Linked DNA regions of Sus scrofa: all the other regions are linked to region 3. Evidence: chromatin contacts called from public Hi-C and HiChIP or PLAC-seq data. All regions are on one chromosome and are shown on one strand. The core of a region is the stretch at or near the end of the contact, and the rest is flanking DNA. Distances in the headings are between cores, read along the strand shown.

Region 1 (3,267 bases), core at 722-3,221, 230 kb after region 3:
ACGTGGAGGTTCCCAGGCTAGGGGGCAAATCAGAGCTATAGCTGCTGGCCTACATCACAGCCACAACAATGCCAGATCCAAGCCATGTCTGTGACCTACACCACAGCTCAGAGCAACGCTGTCTCCTTAACCCACTGAGCGAGGCCAGGGATCACACTGCATCCTCATGGATACTAATCAGATGCGTTTCTGTGGCCACAAGAGGAACTCCCTCGTTTTGCCAGTTGTAATCAAGCACCCTATTCATGCCAGGACTGTTCTAGTTACATGTTCTAGCCCGTGGGTGTCGGGTCATTAATCATTGTTGTTGACAATCGTACTAAGCTGAGCCTGCTTCTGCCCTTCCAGCTCTACAGGGCATAAAGAAGCTCCTTCTGGAACTGCATAGGGTCCTACCTCCATGCCCCTGGCAATGCAAGTATTTCCTCTCTTCACAGCACCCCACCTCTGCCACCTGAAGGGGGTCTCAAAGGCTGCCTTTCTCTGCTCAAACACCCCCCACCGACCTTCCTTTCCCTGCCCCCCTCACCCCCACTAAACAGGGGTTCTCTCACCCCGGAGCTCCAGTGTAATGCTTCCCGCACCTGCGCTGTCTTATCATCAGCTGAACTCTGCTCTTAGACTCTAGAGGCTGCACCCTGACCACCTCTGTCTCCCCCAAGGGCCTTGCCCATGTGCTCACAGAGCGGTAATGCCATACATGTGCTCTGAACAGGCCTGAAAATTCTCCCACAAGGCATAGCGTGGGAGCCATTGGTTCGTTCAGTCCACATTCATGAACGCAGCTTGCACAGGCCCAGCCGGGCCCGTCTCTGCCCGCACACAGTCTCTCGAGGCCAACAACTAAATACCGAGATCATATCCATTTAAAGGCTGTGATGGTGGAGTTCCCGTCGTGGTGCAGTGGTAAACGAGTCCGACTGGGAACCATGGGGTTGCGGGTTCGGTCCCTGGCCTTGCTCAGTAGGTTGAGGATCCGGCGTTGCCATGAGCTGTGGTGTGGGTCGCAGACGTGGCTCGGATCCCACATTGCTGTGGCTCTGGTGTAGGCCAGCGGCTACAGCTCCGATTGGACCCCTGGCCTGGGAACCTCCATGTGCTGCGAGAGCAGTCCAAGAAATGGCAAAAAGACAAAACAAATAAAATAAAAATAAATAAAATAAAGGCTGTGATGGGAAAGGACGGGGGCTACAGAAGCTCCGGTCAGAGCCCCTGGCTTGTTCTCTGGGAAGTTCAGCACAATTCCCAGAAGTGACACCAAGCAAGGCCTGGCAGAAGGAGGAACACAATTCTTCCAAGAAGAGGGAACAGCACTATGAAGGGCTGGCCAGTTTGGTCGGGCAGGAGGGCAGGGACACCTGCCTTTCCTCCCAGCTGCAAAAATGCGCAGCCAGAGACCCACACGCCAATATGGCTGCCATTACCTGGAGGGGGATTTTTGGCATAAATGGGCACAATGGTGTCTTATTTATATGAAGGACAGGAAGGGGAGTTCCCACTGTGGCTCAGCGGTAATGACCCCGACTAGTATCCATGAGGATGCGGTTTTGATCCCTGGCAGCATCGCTCAGGGGGTTAAGGATCTGGTGTTGCTGTGAGTTGTGGTGTAGGTCATAGATGTGGCTTGGATCTGGCATTGCTGTGGCTGTGGCATAGGCCGCCAGCTGAAGCTCTGTTTCAACCCCTAGCCTGGGAACATCCTTATGCCATGGGTACAGCCCTTAAAAAAAAAAAAAAAAAGGGACGAGGGAGGGTTGGGGTTCAGAATTAGCCATGGATTTGAGTCCAGCTCAGCTACTTACTGGCTCTATGACTCCGACGAGCCATTTCTCCCTTTGGAGACTCAGTTTCCTCCTCTATCAACTAGGAGCAATCGTTTCCTTCCTCACGCCCCTGGCTGCCCAGCCCACGCCTGCTGTCATGTCACGGGCCCTTCCTGGGAGAGACAGCTCACTTTGCAGATGAGGAAGCCAGAAGCCAGAGAGGGTGTCTGGTTCGGTGCCACATGCCCAGGGCACAGCAGTGCTGGGACAGTGACCAGGCCACGGCCCTTCTGGTGGCACTTCCTGCTTGTGCTTTCCTCTCTGTGTCTAGAGGACGGGTGACTCTGCCGTCTTGTCCCCATCAGTGACCCGGCCCCACACACCGCTTCTTGGTTGGCAGTGGGGCCTGACGTCGGTCCTTCTCCCCCCAGACCCGTTTTTCGGCCAGCGCTACATCCACATCCTGGGCCGGCAGAAGCTCTACCACGTGGTCAAGTACACAGGCGGCTCCGCGGAGCTGCTGTTCTTCGTGGAAGGGCTGCGTTTTCCCGACGAGAGCTTCTCGGGCCTGGTCTCCATCCATGTCAGCCTGCTGGAGTATATGGCAGAGGTGAGGGCTCCAGGTCGCCACCGGGGGCCGAGCGGGGTCTCCTCTGGAGGGCCATTCCCAGGAGTCCCCACTGTGCTTCTCTCCCCTTGAAGCCCTAAGGGGTGGGGATCCAGGCTTGGAGACCTACATGCCCCACCATCCACAGGATCTACCAGGGTCCCAGAGCACAGCTCCTTGCTGAACCTACTTTTCTTTTCTTTTCTTTCTTTTTTTTTTTTTTTTTTTTTTTTTTTTTTTGGCTTTTTAGGGCTGAACCCGAGGCATATGGAAATTCCCAGGCTAAGGGTTGAATCAGAGCTGTAGCCACCAGCCTACGCCACAGCCACAGCAACTCCGGATCCTTGAACCCACTGAGTGAGGCTGGGGATCGAACCCACCGCCTTACTGATACTAGTCGGGTTCGTTACCGCTGAGCCAGAACGGGAACCCCCAGTGTTTGTTTTCTGACCTCATGCCTGTCCCCTCGTCTGCCCTCCTCCCTGCAGAGGGTGGACCTAGTTCGGAGGCACAGAGCCCCAGAGGTTAGCGCGAGGAGCAAACTGGGCCACGCACGAGAGGTTTGTTGACTGCCTGTGTGCCTTGCTCTTCCCTCCCTGACTGACCCCTCACCCTAACTGTGGGTTCTCCCACCTCTGACCATGGGCTGAACCCCAAATCCCAGTCCCAGCCCATGTCCCCTCCTTGTGGCCAACATCTCACCCACCTTTATTCTTGGTGTGGGGAGATTGGACGAGAGGAGAGTGCCTGTCCCAGTAGAGGCAAAGCCCCCCAGCTTGGGGTGTGTCTGGCCCATCAGGACCTCCCCTCAAAGCCTGCAGCCCCAGACCCCCACCGCTCAGGCCCACCCTGCTTTCCTCATCTATATGGAGGGTCCTTGCCCCCCTCAGACATGGC
Region 2 (3,074 bases), core at 66-2,565, 170 kb after region 3:
GAATGTTGCACTTTTTTTTTTCTTTTTTGGCACGTGGAGTTCCTAGGCCAGGGATCAGATCTGAGCCGCAGCTGCAGCCTACACCGCAGCTATGCAGGGCCAGGGATCGAACCTGCAGCCCAGAGCTCCAGAGACACCGCCAATCCCAACTGCACCACAGTGGGAACTTGTGCACTTTTTTTTTAATTGTGGTAAAATACGCAAAACATAAAATTTACCATTGTAACCATTTTTAAGTATATGGTTCCATGGCATTAAGTACATTCACATGGTTTTACAACCCTCACCCCCAAGAATGCTTCACCTTGCAGAACTGAAACTCTGCACGCATCAAACAATAACTCCCTATCCTGCCTCCCCACCCCACCCCCCGCCCAGCTGAAGAGGCAGCTATGTGCCTGACAGCAGCTTCGCTCCCCCCATACCACCCTTCTTGTCATCTTGTGGCAACCACGTGCCTTAAGTCCTTGCTAGCAGCTCAGCTAGCAGTGCTCACCATTGCTTATCAGTTTCGTTTTTGTAATCTTGTTTACTCAGCTTCTTAGGCAGGAACACTGTCTGCTCAGGGGAGGAGGGGGCGGGCCAGTTTCGGGATGGGGGGAACAAGACTGGGACGTCTGTATTGTACAAAAGCCACCCAGAACAAAGACCTGGTGCTCAGACTCTGGAGGCAACGCCTCTGAGCCCACACCGGTGCTGAATAAACCTAGCTATTCCGTATCTCGGAGTGCCGGAGTGCCGCTTTCCGCTGCTACGGTTTCTGCAAGAGTAGCATGTGTCAGAATCCCCTTCCTTTTAAGGCTGAATAATATTCCATTGTATGTATGTATCATATTTTGTTGATCCATTCATCCATGATAGTTAGATGTTGCACTTTTAAGGCAGAGTGGAGTATGTATTATTCTAATTAGTTGGCAAAGGATTGTGTGCATAATGCAGTGACATTATATCTGTGCTGAAAGACACAATATGTATCTTGGTCCATGGCACCTAAAACATTTACTATCTGGTTGTCTACGACCCCCGTTTTGGTTTATCCTGCCTCCACAGAAGCCCTGGGGCTAGACTGCAGGTCTGACTCCATTGCATGATGATGTTGGCAGGGTTCCCATTTCAAATACAGGCACAAATGCTCAACCTTTTACCTCTAACTTTATGTGGGCTTCCCACAAATGCATTTGACCCTTTCCTGTTAACTGTGCCAAGATGAGCCCTGCACCTGGCCCAGAGTAACCCCCAGTCCAAACCCCAACCCCCAAGCCAGCCCTGTCCTTTGTTGCCCAAACATCCGTCATTGTGTAAGTATTTCCTGATTCCTCTTCTGTACTCAGGCCTGGGAAGTTGATACTTGAGGAAGGGGGGAGGGGGGCAGGGGAAGGTGGTGAGACTTGTTGCTTGTGGGCCAGACCTGTCCTTGCCTTCCCCACCCACACACTCGGCATCTTCTGGAAATTAATCATAGAATTTGCAAATTACAGGATCTGAGGCACAAAGGCTCCTCAGCATGTGTGAATTATAGAACCTCCAAGTGTCTAAGCTCTTGGGTTAATAGACGCTTAGAGCGGAAGAAATCTAAGATCTAAGCCTAATAAAGTGTTAGGATTAGGGAATCTGACGGTGCTAAATTGCTAAAAATAAAAAACATTAGTAGGAGTTCCCATTGTGGCTCAGTGGAAACGAATTCGACTAGTATCCATGAGGACGTGGGTTTGATCCTTGGCCTCGCTCAGTGGGTTAAGGACCCAGCATTGCCATGAGCTGTGGTGTAAGTCACAGACACAGCTTGGATCTCAAGTTGCTGTGGCTATGGCGTAGGCTGGCAGCTGCAGCTCCGATTTGACCCCTAGCCTTGGAAACTTACTTGTGGTGCAGATGCAGCCCCCATAAAAAAATAAAAAATAAGGTTTTTTGTCTTTTTGTCTTTTCTGGGGCCACACCCACAGCATATGGAGGTTCCCAGGCTCGGGGTCTAATTGGAGCTGTAGCTGCCAGCCTACACCATAGCCACAGCAACACCAGATCCAAGCCGCGTCTGCAACCTACACCTCAGCTCATGGCAATGCCAGATCCTTAACCCACTGAGCGAGGCCAGAGATCGAACCCACGACTTCATGGTTCCTAGTCAGATTCGTTAACCACTGAGCCATGATCGGAATTCCAAAAATTAAAGTTTTTTAATTTAAAAAATTAAAACTGATCAATCACATGGACCTTGTCCATACAGTTTCCTGCCCGGCTGGCCCCTTCCCTCTCTCCTCACCTCCCGACCTCTGCCTGTTGACAGGCGGTCCACTCGAGGGTCTCCCCAAACATCCCCTCCACCAGGATGTGCCCTTCGTACCCCTGGGCAGAGGTGGCAGCCCCCTTCTTTCTTCGGGCTCACCTCAAGCCTACAAGGCACTTTATTTCTCAGGGCCTCAGTCTCCCATCTGCAAAATGGGAAGAAAAAAGTATCCCCCCCCCCAAAGGGCTGTTGTGAGAATGAGGTTAGAGAACTCGGGAAATGCCAAAGCCACTACCGGACATAGAACATTAGCTGAAGATCTCGGGGGCGGGGGCTGGGGGGCAGGGTGCCTCTGGCTCCAGGCACACAGCCTCCCTGGACACGTGCAAAACCAATTGAACCTGGTGTTGAACCTGATCTCTGGAAGAGGCAGGGAGGTGCCCATCTAGGAAAACTCCCTGAAAGAGGGTGGATTGCCTTTGCTGAGACACATTTAGATGATGGTGAAGATGAGGGTCAAGGGTGGGGTGAGGCCAGTGTCTGATTTCCCCCCAGCTGGAGCCGATGACAGGTTGGAGGGAAGGGCTGGGGGAGGAGTGGGGGAGTTGATCATCTAGCCTGGTGGTGGTGGGGGATAAGGTTTTCGCTCTGAGAGAAGTCACCCCAGCAAGCAAGGAAAGGAATGGTGTATTTATTGAGCACTTACTGTGTGCCGAGTCTTACACTGAACACTTGATGTGGCTGGTTTGGTCCTCACCAAGGCCCACCATTGAGACTGAAAGGATAGCAAGAGAATCAGGTGGACCTGGGTCTAATCCCGGCTCTGCTACTTCATGGCTGTGTAACATCA
Region 3 (3,006 bases), core at 408-2,907:
GGACTTATATAAACCTAAATGGTAGTGGTATTGGTGATTTTAATTTTCTCTGTTCTTTTCTTGTTTTTCCTAAATTGTGTTTCTTTTACTATTAACATGAGACAAAAGACAGGCTGCTGTTCACCCCATCACCACCAGGGGACGCGCAAGGAGAACCCAGTGAAGTAAAGAGAGCTTCTGGGGTGCAGGTCGAGGTTGAGTCCTACCTGGTCTTTCCTGCCTCCGGTGGGCTTTATTTTGCCAGTGCGGGCGATGTCTGCGCTCAGGGAGATTTCTGAAATCCCAGGGAGGAAGAGGAGAAGGTTGGCAAGGGCACAGTGTAGGGGCCCAGAGTCTGGCCCCAGCTGGACAGTCCTTTCCCCAGGAGACGTGCCTGCGCAAAGGCTTCTTCCCCACCCCCCACCCCTACCCCCAAGTCCATACCCCCAATCCCTGTCCCCCAACTCCTCACCCCCACCCCCTCCACCCTGCTTCAGAGGAGACACAGGTTGAAAGACCGCCACGTCTCCCAAGAAGGAGTTTGGCTGCCATTCAGGCAGCAGAACCAGGGCTTCTGACCACACCCATTCTCCTTGAGTGGGGCCCAACCCCAGAGGTTTCAGAAAGAGTTCCTGGCCATCCCAATGGACGTATGGTGCCAAGCCCTTGCAAGGACATTTTACAGGCTCTCAGAGGCCTCTGGCCTCATCTCCAGCCCCATGACCTTGGGTGGAGGGACACAGGGGTTACTCCTACCCCACCTGGCTCTTCATTCTGTGTGTTGTGATGACACGGGGGACAAATCATGGTCCTACACATACTCTGCTCCAACCCGGTGGCAGGGCTGAGAAATTGCACCTTTGTTTCTAAACGCATCCCCTTCATCAGAACGAATGAGTACAAGACCATTCCCATGACACTGTGTAGCAACCTGGCGAGCTCACAGTAGCAGATGGATGACCTTTCAAACTGATCCATAGCCACGTATCTGTATTGAGCCAGAGACCATAGCCCTTGGGGGTCTGGACCTCCTGGCTCCTTCACTAACTGGTTGTGTCATCTTGGGTAAGTCTGATTACCTCTCATACCTCAGTTTCTTCATCCATAAAATGGCATACTAATAGTACCCATGTCATTGGGTTGTTGTAAAGTTTAAATGTAAATTCTTGGCACAGTGCTTGGCATAGATCAAGTGCTGTATTTTTATTATTATTAGCATTAATAACATATGGATCAGTGAAAAAAGTGAATGAAATTCACTAATGAAGTCTTCGCATGCTGTTCATGTAGTTAATGAACATTTACGTAATAATAATATCATGGTGTTATTGTTCAAGATGGGATCAAGTTAAAAATGTACTTTAAAGAAGAATACTAAGTAAATACGCATATGAGTAGATCATTGATATGGCAAAAATGATGAAATAGGATGTAAATAATGAAATTGGGGGAACACCAGTTTGTATTATTGTGTAAGACAGTGTTATCATCTATTTTGTTCTCATAAATATTTGAGGTTTCAAAAAGGTATGGAGACTCATTTATTGAAAATCCATGTACCACTTCCTAAGTTGAGAAATAAAATATTGAGAAATAATTGAAGCTTCCTGCAAATGCCCTCTGCTCCCCAGTTGTATGTGTGACTCATGGACTGAGGAATGACTGGTTAGAAATACTCCTTTTCTCTGCCGGGTCTAAAGTAAGCTTCATGGTGTCATTTCTCTGGAAAGATGCCTTCTGGGGATGTGTCTGTGGAGGTGGTGGGGGCAGTGCCCCAAGATCCTGGGCATCACTTACCAACCCCAGTGATGTAGAGCAGGGCTTGGACTGGGGCGGTCTCAGGTCCATAGTATGAAATCTGAACCTACAGGACAAAAGCAAACCACAAACGATGATTTCTCTTAGTCATTCAACAAACACTAACTGGTCTGCTATGTGCCAGCTCAGAGGGGGATGCTGAGGAGACATGGCTGGGGCTCCCCGCCTGTTAGGAACATCACAGTTGGTCAGAGTGGAGGGGTAGCAAAACACTCGAGTGACTGTGATGCAGAGAAGATGGTCCCGTGGGAGCCGAAGGATGCAGGGGCTTACTCTGCTTGCGTTGTGTCAGGGAGGTACCCTTTGAGGTAGATCTTGGAAAGGGAGCAGGCGTGCAGCTGCTCTCCTGGAGATGCGGGGGAAGAGGCATTCAAGGGGAGTGTTGATTATAAGTCGCAGAACCTGGCTGGCAAACAGAGGGTGGGAAGAGACCTGAAGAACCCCCCCCACCCCCCACCCCCAGAAAGGCTGGAGCCTGGGACCTTCGAGGGTCTGGAGAGTGAGAGCTTTGGGTGATGCTGGTCTCTGCAGGGCAGGTGCTCTTGAGATTAAGAAACACCAACCCAGGAGTTCCCGTTGTGGCTTAGTGGTAACAACCCGACGAGTATCTATGAGGATGCAGGTTTGATCTCTGGCTTCACTCAGTGGGTGAAGTATCTGGCGTTGCCGTGAGCTGTGGTGTAGGTCACAGACACGGCTCAGATCCCATGTTCCTGTGGCTGTGGCATAGGCCAGCAGCTGCAGCTGCAACTCTATCTCTAGCCTGGGAACTTCCATATGTTGCAGGTGCGGCCCTAAAAAGCAAAAAAAAAAAAAAAAAAAAAAAAAAAAAAAAAGAAAGAAACACCAACCTGACTGCCCAGCGTTCACCATCCAGGAAGAAGGCATCCGGTTAGCCCAGCCGGCCAGAGAACCAGGAGCCACACTTCTAAGCAAGATGGTGAAGGGGAGGCCCCCAGGGCAAAACGAAGAGCTGACACCAGCAGGAGAGGCACTCGAAGGGGATGCGCTGAGGTGTTTGGCCCTGTCCTGTACACACGGCAGGGATCCAGGGAAGTGTCACAGCCACCATCACCGGTGTCTGGATCGTGGCATCAGCCTCCTGGCTGGCTGGGCGCCCTACCCCCGTCTACTGCCTAGAGGCACTGCAGCCGTGGATCTTTCTAACACAGAGAGGTGGTGGTGATACTCCCGGCTGAAAGGTTTTCA
Region 4 (3,275 bases), core at 510-3,009, 190 kb after region 3:
ACAGTTCAGTCCCTGACCCAGAGAACGTCTACATGCTGCGGGCACAACTAAAAAAAAATTTTTTCTTTTTACTTTTTAGGACTGTACCTGCGGCATATGGAGGTTCCCAGGCTAGAGTCAAATTGCAGCTGCAGCTGCCAGCCTACACCATAGCCACAGCAAGGCCAGACCCCAGCCACATCTGTGACCTACACCAGTTTGCAGCAATACAGGATCCTTAACTCACTGATCAAGGCCCCGCCTCCGATTCTTAACCCACTGACCCACAACAGAAACTCCCAAAATTTTGTTTTAAATATGAAAAAAAATGTGTATTTATGTCTAACTGAATCACTTTGCCATACAGCTGAAATTAACACAACATGGTAAATCAACTATACCTCAGTAAGATAAATTGTAAAAGAAATGTAATTCCAGTCGAGGTATGCCCAGACAAGAACCCACTTCAGGGGCCTGGAAATCAGCTCTGAGCAGCACAGGTTTTTTGCTTCTTTGGCAGGTGGCCGCCCAGCATCCTGATTGGATGGTGCACTCAGCCGTCCCGGCGTCCATCAAACGTTACCAGCGTCTCCCTGGGTCTTCCCCTTTCCCCACCCACATTCCTCTGGGTCCCAGCTCCCCGGGAGCAGCTGGGCTCTTGTCCATCTCCTAATTTGGGCCGCCTCGAGGAGGCCACTGGGGTCAGAGCCTGGGTGCGCCTCAGCGCCAGGCAATTGTGAGACTCGACCCTCTTATTCAGATGCACCAGGGCGCCCATCCCCCCGCCCCAACACTCCGGCCTGCCACGCCCTTCTCATAACCTCTGCGCTCTCATGCCTCTCTTGCCCCTTGTACCAAGGACCACTCCATCATATATGAATTATCTGAACAGGCCCCCGCTTGGCTTCAGAGCTGGAAGGGTCTGGGAGGGGGCGGGGGCGGCTTCAGGCCCCCATTGCATGTTCTTCTGCCCCCCCTTGGCCTCCACAGGACACAGGGCGACCTCTGCAGTGGCCCCCGCCTCTGCCCAGTGGCCCAGGCCAGAATGGTACCCCCTCACGGTCCTTCCACTGGAACATCAATATTTCAGTCCACGAACACAGGTAGATCAATTCCTTCTCTCCAGGGCTCTCTGCAGCCCCAGCAGGAGGCTTCACCCACCCTCCCCAGGGGCGCCTCCACCCAGGCAGCCAGAATGGCCTCCTTCACTTCCAGCCCTGACCACTCCTCGCTGAGGAAGCCGTGCCAAGGCTCTCATCGCCCACCTACCGAAGCCCTGGCTTGCATTCTGGCGCCGCAGGCTGCAGAGTTCCCCGCCCCCGCCCCCTCCCCATTTTCCCTCTAATTCTGATCTGATTGTTGAGTTGAGTGGGTGTCAGGCGGTATCTGGCTTCCTGGTTTGGTCAGCTTCCTCTCCTCCCTTCCACTTACTTTGCAAACGCCTTCTTTAAGAAGGCTCAGGTCCCGGAGCCTGGGCTGATTTAGGGCACCCTCTGGTCTGGGCTCCCTCCACCTCCTTCCTGTCCCCGCCCCGAAGCCAGCTCCACATTTGCATTACCTGCCCGGTAGGGCTGGGGTCGCCCGGAAGGGAGACTGGCCCTGCGTCCTGGCACCGGGCAGTTGGGGGCCCACGGAAAGTGTGTGGAATGAAAGAATGAGTAAATCAACCATGAAAAAGAGGGACCTTGCAACTGCTGACTTCACCCAGACCACGAGGGAGCGGAAAGAGTTGGGGGCGTGGTCACGCTTGACGGACAGGCCCACGGCCCATTGCAAGGGAGGCCGACGGGCCGCCCCGCCAGCCGACGGGCCGCCCCGCCCACCGGCGGCAGGATAAAGGCGGAGCCCGGCGCCGGGCGACTGCGGACAGCTGGTGAGGGTTCACCTGCCGCAGGTGCTCCGGGCGGACGGGGACGAACGAGGACCCACCCAGGGCTGTGCTCTGCCAGGAAGATGCTGCGCGAGCGGACCGTGCGGCTGCAGTACGGGAGCCGCGTTGAGGCGGTGTACGTGCTGGGCACGCACCTCTGGACCGATGTCTACAGGTGAGCTGGGCCACCGCGCTGGCCCGAGACCCCCTCCAACTCCGGGCTCGGCCCAAAATCTAAGCCCCAGAAATCCCGAGACCCTCCCCGGACTTGGAGACGCGGGCAGCCTTCCTCCAGCCCGAGTCATCCCTCGCCCCCGAGGCCCCCGCGCCCAGAAATCTTAAGAACCTCCCGCAGAAACTTGGGAACCCCCAAACCTTGTGTCAACCTCCGCGAGAAATCTAGAGACCTTCCCAGATGCCCTGACACGGCCCCAACCCCCTTTGCTACTCCTTTCCCAGACCCCGCCCCTCACCTCGGGCTTCCCCCCACTGGACCCTCCCCAGTCCCTCTCCCAGGACAACCTCAGCACCTTCCAACTTCCTAGTCATCCTCCCCTCTTTCCCTCCCCGCTCCCCCCACCCCACACGTCCCTTATGCCCCCTCCCTTCTCCTCAGACCCTACTGACTCACCACCCACCTCAACTCAGCGCCTTGCCCCACTCCCAGATCAGCTGAGCCTCCTGCAGGATTTGCTGGAGGCTGAGACTGGGCCAGAGGGGAGCTGCCCAGTGGTGGAATCTGGCTCTAGGGGTTGCCTAAGCTCCAGTTTCACCCTGTGGGGGCTGCTGGTGATTGCCTGTCCCCAGGCACTGGCCATAAGCTCCATGTCCCCAAATGCCTTCCCTTGACTTCACCCTGGGGTCAGGGAGGGACTTTGTTCCCGCAAACCGAGGTGGTGCAGTTGGGATCTTTGTCAGAGGAGAGCTCCTGATTCAGGACCCTGTTGCCACCGGCCCTTTGCTCCTGTCCATGAACTTTGGTGGGGTGCAGGATTTCTGAGACAGTAGGACATGGGGTGAGGGAATTGAAGTCAGGGCCTACCTCCAGCCCCCAGCCCCGCCCCCGGGAAGCAGCCAAGTCCAAGGAGCCATCTCCCTGCGATGCTTGGGGCAGGCCTTGCAAAGTGCGGCTGGTGTGAATGCAGGGCCGAGGGTCTTGGACGGGATCCTGCAGAACCTCTATTCCAAGCATTTGAAATGTTCCCCATTGCTAGCGTGGGAGGGGTCAGTGGTGAGAGGAGGGAGCATGCTGGGCTCAGGGCTGGGACCCCATGCTGATACCCTGGGGCATGTCCCTTAGCCTCTCTGTGCCTTGGGCTAAGCTGGAGGTGCCGAAGTGGCCTATTGCTCCCACATCATTCTGTCATCCGGAGCACCCTGCCTCTCCCAGGCCCCCACCAAACCCCATCCCTGGGTCTTTCCACAC

The links. Hi-C and Micro-C count contacts between places; a contact is called where the count stands out from the background. HiChIP or PLAC-seq counts read pairs in DNA pulled down with a chosen protein or histone mark.
Region 1: an H3K27ac HiChIP or PLAC-seq map of alveolar macrophages shows a contact between it and region 3. The contact joins two enhancer-like sites. A contact is called at or near these places in 1 of 47 Hi-C or Micro-C datasets (liver) and 1 of 2 datasets of contacts at active chromatin or transcription factors (alveolar macrophages).
Region 2: a Hi-C map of embryonic fibroblasts shows a contact between it and region 3, with 2.2 times the contacts expected there. The contact joins two enhancer-like sites. A contact is called at or near these places in 1 of 5 promoter capture datasets (liver), 27 of 47 Hi-C or Micro-C datasets (adipocytes, adipose tissue, alveolar macrophages and 16 more) and 2 of 2 datasets of contacts at active chromatin or transcription factors (alveolar macrophages and skeletal muscle).
Region 4: a contact with region 3 is called in a Hi-C map of alveolar macrophages, with 3 times the contacts expected there. The contact joins the promoter of PADI2 here to the enhancer-like site in region 3. A contact is called at or near these places in 1 of 5 promoter capture datasets (liver), 27 of 47 Hi-C or Micro-C datasets (adipocytes, adipose tissue, alveolar macrophages and 16 more) and 2 of 2 datasets of contacts at active chromatin or transcription factors (alveolar macrophages and skeletal muscle).

The regions. Positions count from the first base shown.
Region 1 is chr6:75,715,100-75,718,366 of Sscrofa11.1, reverse strand. PADI2 (protein-arginine deiminase type-2) reads left to right here. Exons shown (of 16, transcript XM_003356166.4): 7 at 2,195-2,373. Among named protein-coding and RNA genes, the nearest start is that of SDHB, 39 kb to the right of the region's middle. Within about 2 kb of position 1,971, at least 3 of the 83 cell types and tissues checked have an H3K27ac peak or open chromatin away from gene starts, as enhancers often do. A contact at or near this core is called in alveolar macrophages, where this site is marked.
Region 2 is chr6:75,771,967-75,775,040 of Sscrofa11.1, reverse strand. No RefSeq gene overlaps it. Among named protein-coding and RNA genes, the nearest start is that of PADI2, 18 kb to the right of the region's middle. Within about 2 kb of position 1,315, at least 27 of the 83 cell types and tissues checked have an H3K27ac peak or open chromatin away from gene starts, as enhancers often do. A contact at or near this core is called in alveolar macrophages and embryonic fibroblasts, where this site is marked.
Region 3 is chr6:75,946,277-75,949,282 of Sscrofa11.1, reverse strand. It overlaps PADI4 (protein-arginine deiminase type-4), which reads right to left. Exons shown (of 16, transcript XM_021095428.1): 3 at 1,777-1,843; 4 at 207-274. Among named protein-coding and RNA genes, the nearest start is that of PADI4, 12 kb to the right of the region's middle. Within about 2 kb of position 1,657, at least 9 of the 83 cell types and tissues checked have an H3K27ac peak or open chromatin away from gene starts, as enhancers often do. A contact at or near this core is called in alveolar macrophages and embryonic fibroblasts, where this site is marked.
Region 4 is chr6:75,754,461-75,757,735 of Sscrofa11.1, reverse strand. It overlaps PADI2 (protein-arginine deiminase type-2), which reads left to right and starts at 1,759. Exons shown (of 16, transcript XM_003356166.4): 1 at 1,759-2,024. The coding sequence starts at 1,933.